2 separate regions of the Cricetulus griseus genome follow, and region 2 is linked to region 1. A link is a contact called in public Hi-C data. All regions are on one chromosome and are shown on one strand. The core of a region is the stretch at or near the end of the contact, and the rest is flanking DNA. Distances in the headings are between cores, read along the strand shown.

The links. A called contact is a pair of places that touch in the nucleus more often than the background predicts.
Region 2: a contact with region 1 is called in a Hi-C map of liver, with 3 times the contacts expected there. The contact joins two enhancer-like sites. A contact is called at or near these places in 7 of 8 Hi-C or Micro-C datasets (the CHK-Q cell line, the CHL-YN cell line, the CHO-K1 cell line and 2 more).

What each region holds. Positions count from the first base shown.
Region 1 is chr2:245,709,253-245,714,024 of CriGri-PICRH-1.0, forward strand. The region is part of intron 5 of LOC107979618 (a long non-coding RNA gene); the gene reads left to right. Among named protein-coding and RNA genes, the nearest start is that of Tmem244, 78 kb to the left of the region's middle. Within about 2 kb of position 3,004, at least 1 of the 6 cell types and tissues checked has open chromatin away from gene starts, as enhancers often do.
Region 2 is chr2:245,871,438-245,876,271 of CriGri-PICRH-1.0, forward strand. LOC100774646 (rho GTPase-activating protein 18) reads left to right here. Exons shown (of 15, transcript XM_027402874.2): 10 at 653-735. Among named protein-coding and RNA genes, the nearest start is that of Tmem244, 240 kb to the left of the region's middle. Within about 2 kb of position 3,419, at least 1 of the 6 cell types and tissues checked has open chromatin away from gene starts, as enhancers often do.

The sequences.
Region 1 (4,772 bases), core at 1,754-4,253:
CTATTTCATCCAGCAAAGTTCCACCTACTCATCCAGTAACCTTCCCAGAGCAGCCTCTAGCTGGGGGTCAAGTGTTCGAATGTATGAGTCTATAGATTTAAACCGTAACAGAGACTCTGAGATCTTTGACAGATAAGGTCAAAGTGATAGATGTGGGTGCCTGGGTGGGGGGTGGCTGTTAAAGGTTGAGCCCCACTGTTACTTCTGTCTGCTACTATGTGAACAACAACCACTTCATTCTCCCACAGTCACCTCTACAAAGCCACTGTGCAGTGCCTTCCCTGCTGTGACAGACTGAAGCTATGAGCCAAATAAATCTGTCCTCACTTAAGTCCTTTCCATCAGGTATTTTATCATGGTGACACAAAAATAACTGTTATAGTGAATGCCCTCATAAGAGGCCACAGAGCACTACCTGGACATCCATGTGTGAAGACACAGAACAAGAGTGTAGTTTTGAACTAGAAAGTGGACCCTCACAGGATACCTACCCAGTCTGCCTTGATCTTGAACAAATAGATTTTTTTGTTTTTACTATCCATCTAGTTTATAATACTTTTGTAATAGGCAGTTCAAGCAAACCCTTAACAAATTCCTAGATTTCCCATTCAGATCATAAGATAACAACACTAAGCTTACATCTTGGACCATCTGACACAGACACTGTTGTTAGCATCTAAGGGAAACAGAGAAGTTAAACAGCTTGCTTTAGAAGGTAGAGATTGTTTCCCTTGCATGTGGGATCCCGTTTCAATGGTTTGTAAGAAGAGCTGCTGTTTTCTCATCATCATTATGACATTCTTGACGTTTTTGTGTGTTTGGGGCCAGTTTTGTGTGCATGCTAGAACAGTGTTCTACAGAGCTGCGTTTCTGGAACTGAAACCTGTTGCTTCTTTTGCCTCATGCATATTAGTTTTGTGTGAACTTACTCCTCTAAGACTTCAGTAATATGTAGAATTTCTACATTATATTGTATGTAGAAGTTTACATTGTAGTGTATATATAGAAGTCTACATTATATTGTATGTAGGTGACTACACTGTAGTGTATGTAGGCAGCTACATTGTAGTGTATATGGAGAACCACATTGCAGTGTATATAGATAGCTACATTGTGTTGTATATAGATGGTTACATTGTACTGTGTATAGACGGCTACATTGTATAATATGTAGACAGCTACACTGTATCATGTGTAGATAGCTACATTGTATTGTATGTAGACAGCTACATTGTAGTTTATGTAGAAGTATACATTGTATTGTATGTAGACAGCTACATTGTATTGTATGTAGACAGCTACATTGTATGTAGACAGCTACATTGCATTGTCTATACACTGTAGAAAGGTCATGTTCTCCTGCCTTCTGGGTTGTTATGGTATTAACAGTAAGTACAAGTATGCTAGGGAGTAGAGGGCAAAGATAAAAGAAAATGATGATTGTTGTTATAACCAAATACTTATTCCAAAAAGATTTTTTCAAGAAGATGATATCTTCTCTGGGTGTGGTTATACATGCCTGTAATCCCACTGCTCAGGAAGGTGAGGCAGGAGGATCTCAAATCTTACGTTAGTCTAAGTTACATGATGGAATCCTGTCTCAAAATTAAGAATTCTCTTAGAAGAATATGATAGAAGCAGCCTAACACATTTTCCTACTTATCTGTGATTAAGGAACTCAACCTTTGTAGTGTAGCAGACTTTTGTTGAATTTAGATTTTGTTAAACATTGGTTCTTGAACAGTATTATTCATACATGTGCCAAATAAATTACTTTTTGTTGTTTGGTTTAAGACTACAGCAAATACCTAGGAAGTTCTAAATATGGTGGCCGAGATATTTATGGTAGGTGAGGTACATGTGTCAATTCACTTCAAACTCACAAGATTAAAAACAATGACAGGTATTAATGGTAGGTCTAGTAGACAGATAATGAAATTCCCACCCCCCCATAGAGAGTTAAATGTAGAGCCTGAGGTCACTTAGCCAGTAAGCATGAGGAATGATAGGGTTGAGTTCACACTTGCTTAAGAGACCATCATTCTTGCCAGTGACACTGTACTGCATTAACCCAGGGGAAGAATGTTAGGAAAGCAACTATAGTTAATTAACAGTCTGTGTTTGAGTTGTCCATATGGGCCACAACGATCCTTCAGTGTTAAAGATGGCTGTTGCTAGTTGATACTATCATTGATTATGGGCTCTATTAGGCACTTCGCTATTCTTTCGATAAAAAAATTCCATGGCAGCTCTCTGAGGTAGCCATGGCAGATAGCTGGATGATATGATATCCATTCTATACACAATGAACTGCAACTGAATAAAGTATATACATTTCCCAGATTCCCAGTTATTGGTCTAATTTCAACACCACTGTATTACTCAATTCTTTTCATGTGTGTATATGATGTGGAGTGTGTAGGTGCATGTGCTTGTGTATGTCATTATATATATATATATATATATATATATATATATATATATATATATATTTGAACATCCAGAGGCCACAGGAAGATATTGGGTGCTATTCATGCTATTTTAGATTAAACACTACATTCTGCTCTGTCTTATTCCCTGAGACAGGGTCCCACCCTGCTGGGCTATCAGACAGAAGGCTCTAGCCATCTCCTGTCTCTGGCCTCCACAGTGCTTGGGTTCTAGGTATGAGCCTGACCTTTGCATGGGTTCTGGGAGCTGAACTCAGATCTTCATTCTTGAACACGAAGTTCTCTTACCCAATGGGCCATTTCTCTAGGCCCCAATTGCTTAAATATTTTTTTAGTGAACACTGTGTGCTTCTTGGTTTTGTTCTGCTGAAAGTATTTGGTTAATAACGATGAACAGTAAAAGTCAAAGACTGTCCGTCAAAATCTCAGAATAAAGTCAAATCCCTGGTTTATTAGTAATTATTTGTGTTTCAAGCCACCAGAAAGCAGAGACTCAGCTTCATAGGGGAAAAACAATGGTAGGGCATTGAACTAGATGTGGTCTTTGTTGAATCAGGCTTTCATTTTCCTAGCCAGGATCCAGCATGAAAATTCAATGAAATAATCCCCTGATGGCCACTAGATGGCGCATGAGAACAAAAGAGATGGTGATATTTATAGGCCACAGCAACCCTTCTTTCAAACAGTTGTAGAATTTATTTTCTAAGTGTCTCATTGAATTCAGACTAATAACCAATGTCAGAAATGCCCGACCTTTTATTTCTCCAATATGAAACTCCGAGTTATTCCCAATTTGATAAATCTAAGCAGAGAGCCAATTCTTTATAATTTTTTTTTTTTTTTTGGCAGAAGATTAACCAAAAAGGGCTCCTTGGCATCATGTTATTCAATAACTCTTGCCCTAGCTGTAGCAAAATTATAGAAAATTGAATGTATGAAAAAGATGACAGAATTCCAGAATTGTCCCTGTGAACTCTACGAAATGGATTGCAATGTTATTTTGGATGACAATATGTTTGTTACCATGAATACAGGCTTCTGGCATGACACAAAGAACAGGGCCAAAAATCTTCCAAGCTCCATCTGCAGAGGTGAAACAAAAAGCTAGGTTGTGAAACGGGCAGATTCTATAACTCAATTGATTTTTATTTCAACTATTATAATTTCCATTTTAGACATTCTCTTACAGTTATTATGTGTGCTGTGGTTTATGTGTGGGGGCTCAGACATGTGTGTGTCATGGCACATATGTAGACCTCAGAAAGAAGCTTGGGGAAGTTGGCTCTCTCTGTGTAACATGCAGGACTTCAGGTCCTCAGGATTGATAGCAAGCCCCTCTACACGATGAGCCATGTTGTTAACATGTAATTTTAATTTCTTCACTTCATTACTCCTATTTCTTGTGAGCCATGGAACCCAGGGAGGCAAGTGGAATAAGAAGCAGTAAATAAAAGCTAGAAAACTAACGACTATTGTATAGCTGAGTCAAAGATTGAATGTTTCTACCGGATAGTTTCATTTGACCCAACCCATATAATTCTCCCACTCCCCTTTTTGATGTCTCTAATGCCAGGGAAATAATGGAAATTATGGTTAGAAGGGTTAGTCTGAGCCTTGTCCCTTTAAATAAGCCAAGCCCTCAGTTAGAAAGCACTTTTCAGTGTAGAAGAAAAATGGCATCATCAAGGGGCAAAGGTAAGAGTCTTTCCTTGTCACAACTGCACAAGCAAAGTCACAGACCTGTGAGTAAGGGTGAGCCAATAGTTCCAAAGCAAATCTGAGACTTAACCTATCACACACTCACATGTAACTAGTGTAAGCTGCTGTTTGCATTCTCTCATTTAATTCCTCTCTCAGTTCTGTGATGGAGGGGGCTTGATTATTGTGTGTGTGTGTGTGTGTGTGTGTGTGTGTGTGTGTGTGTGTGTGTGTGTGTGTTCTCGCATGCTCGAGCACCTGCCTACATACCTAAGGAAGTCCAGAAGTAAGTCCAGGGATTGATGGTTGTCTGTCAAGTGATGGTGCCAGCTTTGATTTCTCAAGATCCAACTTGTAAGCACATCAGTGTCATCTTTCTGGAGATAAGTGACATTCAAATGTTTGGATCAGCATATTCTTTAGCTACCATCTCACCTGTCTGGTCCTATGTCCTTCCCTCTCTGCTCCAGTGACCACAGAGAAATAGTTTTACTTAAAAACTATTTTACTTAAAAACTTTTGCCAAGCAGTGGTAGTGAACACCTTTAATCCTACACGTGGGAGGCAGAAGCAGGCAGATTTCTGAGTTTGAGGCCAGGCTGGTCTACATAGCTAGTTCCAGGA
Region 2 (4,834 bases), core at 2,169-4,668, 160 kb after region 1:
GTAATGATGTGGTCGCATTATTTTGAATATGTTTCCTGGATATGGATCAAATTTGTTGCTGACAAAGCAGTGCTTGCAATAATCTAAATTTCTGGGTATATTAGGTGCCAATGATGATAATGTATACATCCTGGAAGCTTCATTGCTGATTGGTTCCTCATTCATGCCATACACATTTATTGGACCCCTATTATAGTCCAGGCTCCATTTTTTTTCCATGTCTGTCAGTGTTCTCCTCTTGTATTTTGTTCCCTTGACATTGAGAGACAAACTTCAGTGTTTAAAAAAAAAAAAAAAAGCACCCTACCCTTGCTAGAATTTCCTGGACTGTCCAATCTTCTCCATGTTTCCATTGGAAGACAATTACCATGTGGAAGTTAGAATTATTTCCAAATCACTGTTGTATGTCGGCAAACATAAGGCTGCTTGTCATGTGATCACAGTTGGAAGCGAGCATCCTAGGACTAAGGGTGCTCGGAGCAGCTGCTTCCACTGATCTCCAGCAAACACTCTCGGTGAGACTGGCTGCTTAGTCACTGTGTCTTACATTTCACTGTAATGTTTACAACAAACAGCTTTTTTTTTTCTTCAAAAATGGTAAAGAAAGGAAAGTGTTCTATGAAGTTTTTGGATTTCTTTCATCTATCTGCAGATCTTCCAACCAGAAAAGAACAATTGCAGGCTTTGAACCTCCTTGTCATCCTTCTACCTGATGCAAACAGAGACACACTGAAGGTCAGCTGGTTAATTTATGCTAAATATCCCTTAGAAGGACGCAGAGCAATTCTTTCATTATTTGTGGGAAAACAGTTTGATGCTTGTTTTGGAAATAGCAATATACATCTAAAATGGGAAAGAGTGCTTTTAAGGACAGATGTTGAGAGACAGTCTTTCACCCTCAATTGGTTTACTAAATTGCTAATTTTATTAATATTACCAAGCATTTTAAAGAGGGTTTATTTACTTTATATGTATATCTGCATGCCTGCTTCTATGTGCAGGTGCCCATGGTAGCCAGGAGAGGCCATCAGATCCCTTGGAGCTGGAGGCATCTGCGCTTTTGAGTCTCTCTATGTGGATGTGGGAATTAAATGTTGGTCTCCTGCAACAATAGCAAGTGTTCTTAATCACTAATCCACCTCTCCAGCCCCTAGGTTATTTTGGTTTTGTAGCACTTGTATCTTTTTGAGAGAGAGAGAGTTGGTGTCTGTTAGGTCATACATGTTTGTATAGTTGTGTGTACGTGTGTGTGTGTGTGTGTGTGTGTGTGTGTGTGTGGTAGCTGAAGGTGAACATTTGGTGTCTTTTTTGACTTCATTCTGACTCATATATTGGGGCAGGGCCTCTCTTTAAAAAAATACTTATTTATCTTTAATTTTGTGTATGTGTGTGCTTGTGTGTAGGTTTGTGCTTGAGTCTGCCTGCATTGCTTATAGTAGAGAGCAACTGATCTCTTGGAGCTAGAATGACAGATGGTTCCAAGCCATCTGACATTTGTGTTGCCAACAGGTTCTCCACAGGAGTCTTAAGAGTTCTTAACTGCTCTCTGCCTGAGACAGTGTCTCAACTGAACCTAGAACTTTCTGATTGAGCTAGTCTAGCTAGGTCCCAGAATCTCCAGTCTCTGCCTTCTTCCTGTGTGTGGGCTTACAGGTGGGTTACAGTTCCCTCCTAACATTTAAGTGGGCTCTGAGGATCCAAACTCTGGTTCTCAAGCTTGTGTGGCAGTGGTTTACCCTCCGAGCCTTCTCCCCGGTGCAGTTCTGGTTTTAAGGTGTGTCTTGGCAAACAGCCCTAGCGGGACTTGAATTTAAGACACACCCCCCACCCCTGCCACCCATGAGCCACCTCCGCTTGCTCTAAGCTTTGCTTTTCTAATTTTCACAACAATGCTCTTTCTGGAAGAGCAGATGATTAAAACTCATTGATTAATAGAAAACATGGACTCTTTCTGTGTTTCCTTCTTCGATTTTTCTGTTTTCCCAATGTTACTTAGTGAGTATGTACAATAAAGCAAACAATAGGCGATTAAAATGTAAGTGCCATGTATGATGAATTGTTTCCTGAAGATGTGACTGGTGTTTATAGTTAGAAGTGGTAGAGTCTGAAATAAGTCACAATGGCCAGCTAAAATATTCGTTAACATTAAGTTACTTCTCTCAGAGCTGGAAGTTCTGACTTGTATAGTTATACTGAAGTAATTTGATAGAGTAGTCACCCATCTGATTTAATGATCTCCGTAGTTAGTATCATTAGATGTTCTTGGGATAGGTGTGGATTGTTTTCACACTGGTTAATTCTCCTGAGCCTCAAATATGCAAGCTCAGTGTTGCTAAGCATTGTGGTTTGAATGAGAAGTCCCGCACAGGCTCATTTGTTTGAATACTTGGTCCCCAGTTGGTGGAACAGTTTGGGAAGGATTAGGCAGTGTGGCCTGATTGGAGGAAGTGTGTCAGTAGGGGCAGATTTTAAGGGTTCTCTGCCTTCTACTTGTGGATCAAGATCATAAGCTTTCAGCTACTGCCTCAGCGCCATGCTTGCTCCGTGCTCGCTGATGCCATGTTGCCTGCACGATGGTCCTCACCCTCTGAACTGTAAGCCCCAAAGAAATTCTCCTACAAACTGCCTTGGTCATGGTTTCTTGTCATGGGCATAGAAAAGTAATGAGATAGTAGGGCATAGCTATAATCCCAGGACACAGGAGGCTAAGAAGAGAAGGTAGCAGGTCTGAGACCAGCCTTGGCACATATGCATAGAAAGGCCCTGACCTTGAAAATAAACAGAAGTTTATCACATGGGAGAAGGGATTAATTATAAACTTTGAAAAAAGATAGTAAAAAAATTCAATAAGCAATATCTGGTTCTGTTACTGTCTCCCCCTCCCCCCATGTGCACATGTGCTCACACCTATGTAGTACTTTCAAGGTCCAGAAGAGCGTGTCAGACCCCCCCATGGAGTTGGAGTTACCGACAGTTGTGAGCTGTCCAGTATGGGTACTGGGAACTGAATTCCAGTTTGCAAGAAGAGTGACTTCTCTTAACCACTGAATCAACTGCCCAGCTCCCCACCCTCCTTTAAAAGTTGATAGTTTTTGTTTGTTTGTTTGTTTGTTTGTTTTGGCGGGGGAAGCAGTATGAGTGCAGAAGAGGGTTTAAGTTACAGGTGATTGTGAGCCACCCCATATGGGTACTGTGAATCAAACTCTGGCCCTCTGTAAGGGCTGGGCCATCTCTCTGGCTCTCTCTTTTGTAATTTATTTGATTTAGTTTTAAAACTGTGTGATATATTATGTCACAGTCCTTGAAGACAAGGAGAGTTGTATTCCCACTTTACATAGGAACACATTTTTACAGCGGTATTGAAAACAGATACCCAATGAGCATTCTTAGCTAATGAGTAACTACTATCCTGGCCTCTAGGTTTGCAAAGACTCAGTCTTCCCATGCCAGGTTCTCTGTGTGGTTCATAATTGCTTAAAGTAGTCCAGCCATTCTTCAGTGTAGCTTTGTCAAGACCTGAGCCAGCATCTTACTAGCTTCTCTTCTCTTTCCTCCCCTCCATCTTTTCCCCTCCCTTTTCCTCCCCACCCCTTTTCTCCCTCGCATTCCTCTAGTAATATTTTGAACAATCTTATTGCATATGCACACCGCAATTAAAATAATTATCTAATCTTTGTAATTTATGCTCATAAAGAAAGAGATACACTCGTCCCCAAGAAACCGTTCTGGTCCCCGTGGAACAAAATTAAATATTTTTTCCTAAACTTCAATTAATCTTTTGTCCTCATTTGTGATCATGTTGCTTCAGTACAGCACAATGCTTGGATTACAATTTAGCTTTGCAAGCATTGTACAAGATATTAGATACATAAATTTTGCTGTTAGATATTAAGCCTTTAGTTTGTGTCAGATGTCTGAGGTCTATATTGCAAATAAACCTGATATAAGATCAACCTGTTAGCACTAGAGACTGCTTTTTTGTTTGTTTGATTGTTTTTGTTTCTGCCCTGAAATCTTGTAAAAAGGCCAGTTTTATTTGGCTTTGTTCCTTCCATTTGGGTCTAGCCTATTTTGACTTCTCAGGTAGGGATTTTAGGATGACTATGAAAATGTGATTCCTTGCGTAGTTAGGAGTTCAGAAACAAAAGCCATAGAGAGCTGGTATTAAATTCCTTTCACAGCATTTGCTGGCTGTGTGCCCTTCAGTATTCTTTAAGACACCACTTCTTCCTCAGCAAACTAGGGTAGCTATAGTGTCAACCTCTCATGAGGATTAAAATGATGACCTCTAAAATGTGTCTGGTACGCTGTCTCATTCATGGAGAACATCAAACACACATGAAGCTATTGTTAATCTGGAGAAACCCAACTGAAAAAACAAACAGGCAAAAGAACCATTGCATGCCTGGTCAGAGAAGGGTGACTCAGCTGTTGGTGTCTCTGGGACCCCCGACAGCTCAGAGTGTGTGGTAGAAGTGGAGTTGGCAATGTTGATGCTGAGCAAGACCTAATGTAGTCTGCAAAGCTCCTGTTCATTCATTCCCTCAGTTTTAAAAAACCTCCCTTTTCCTTGGTATTTCTTGGTGGCTCCTTTTCTTCCCCTCACAACAAAGCTCACTTTGTTTAGTTTTGTGCCAGCAGGCTATAGAGTCCCCTAGTGAGAATGAAACTAAGGTAGAGTGCACTTTCTCAAAGATTTTCTTCTTTTTCCTTCCTTTTCATTTTATATCCTTCCCTTTCCTCCCTCCTTCCTTGAAGTGAAAGAATAAGCATTTTCTGAAACGTGTAAATGTTTATATGCTATTTGAAACTACTTTCAGGGCTCTGCAGTTCC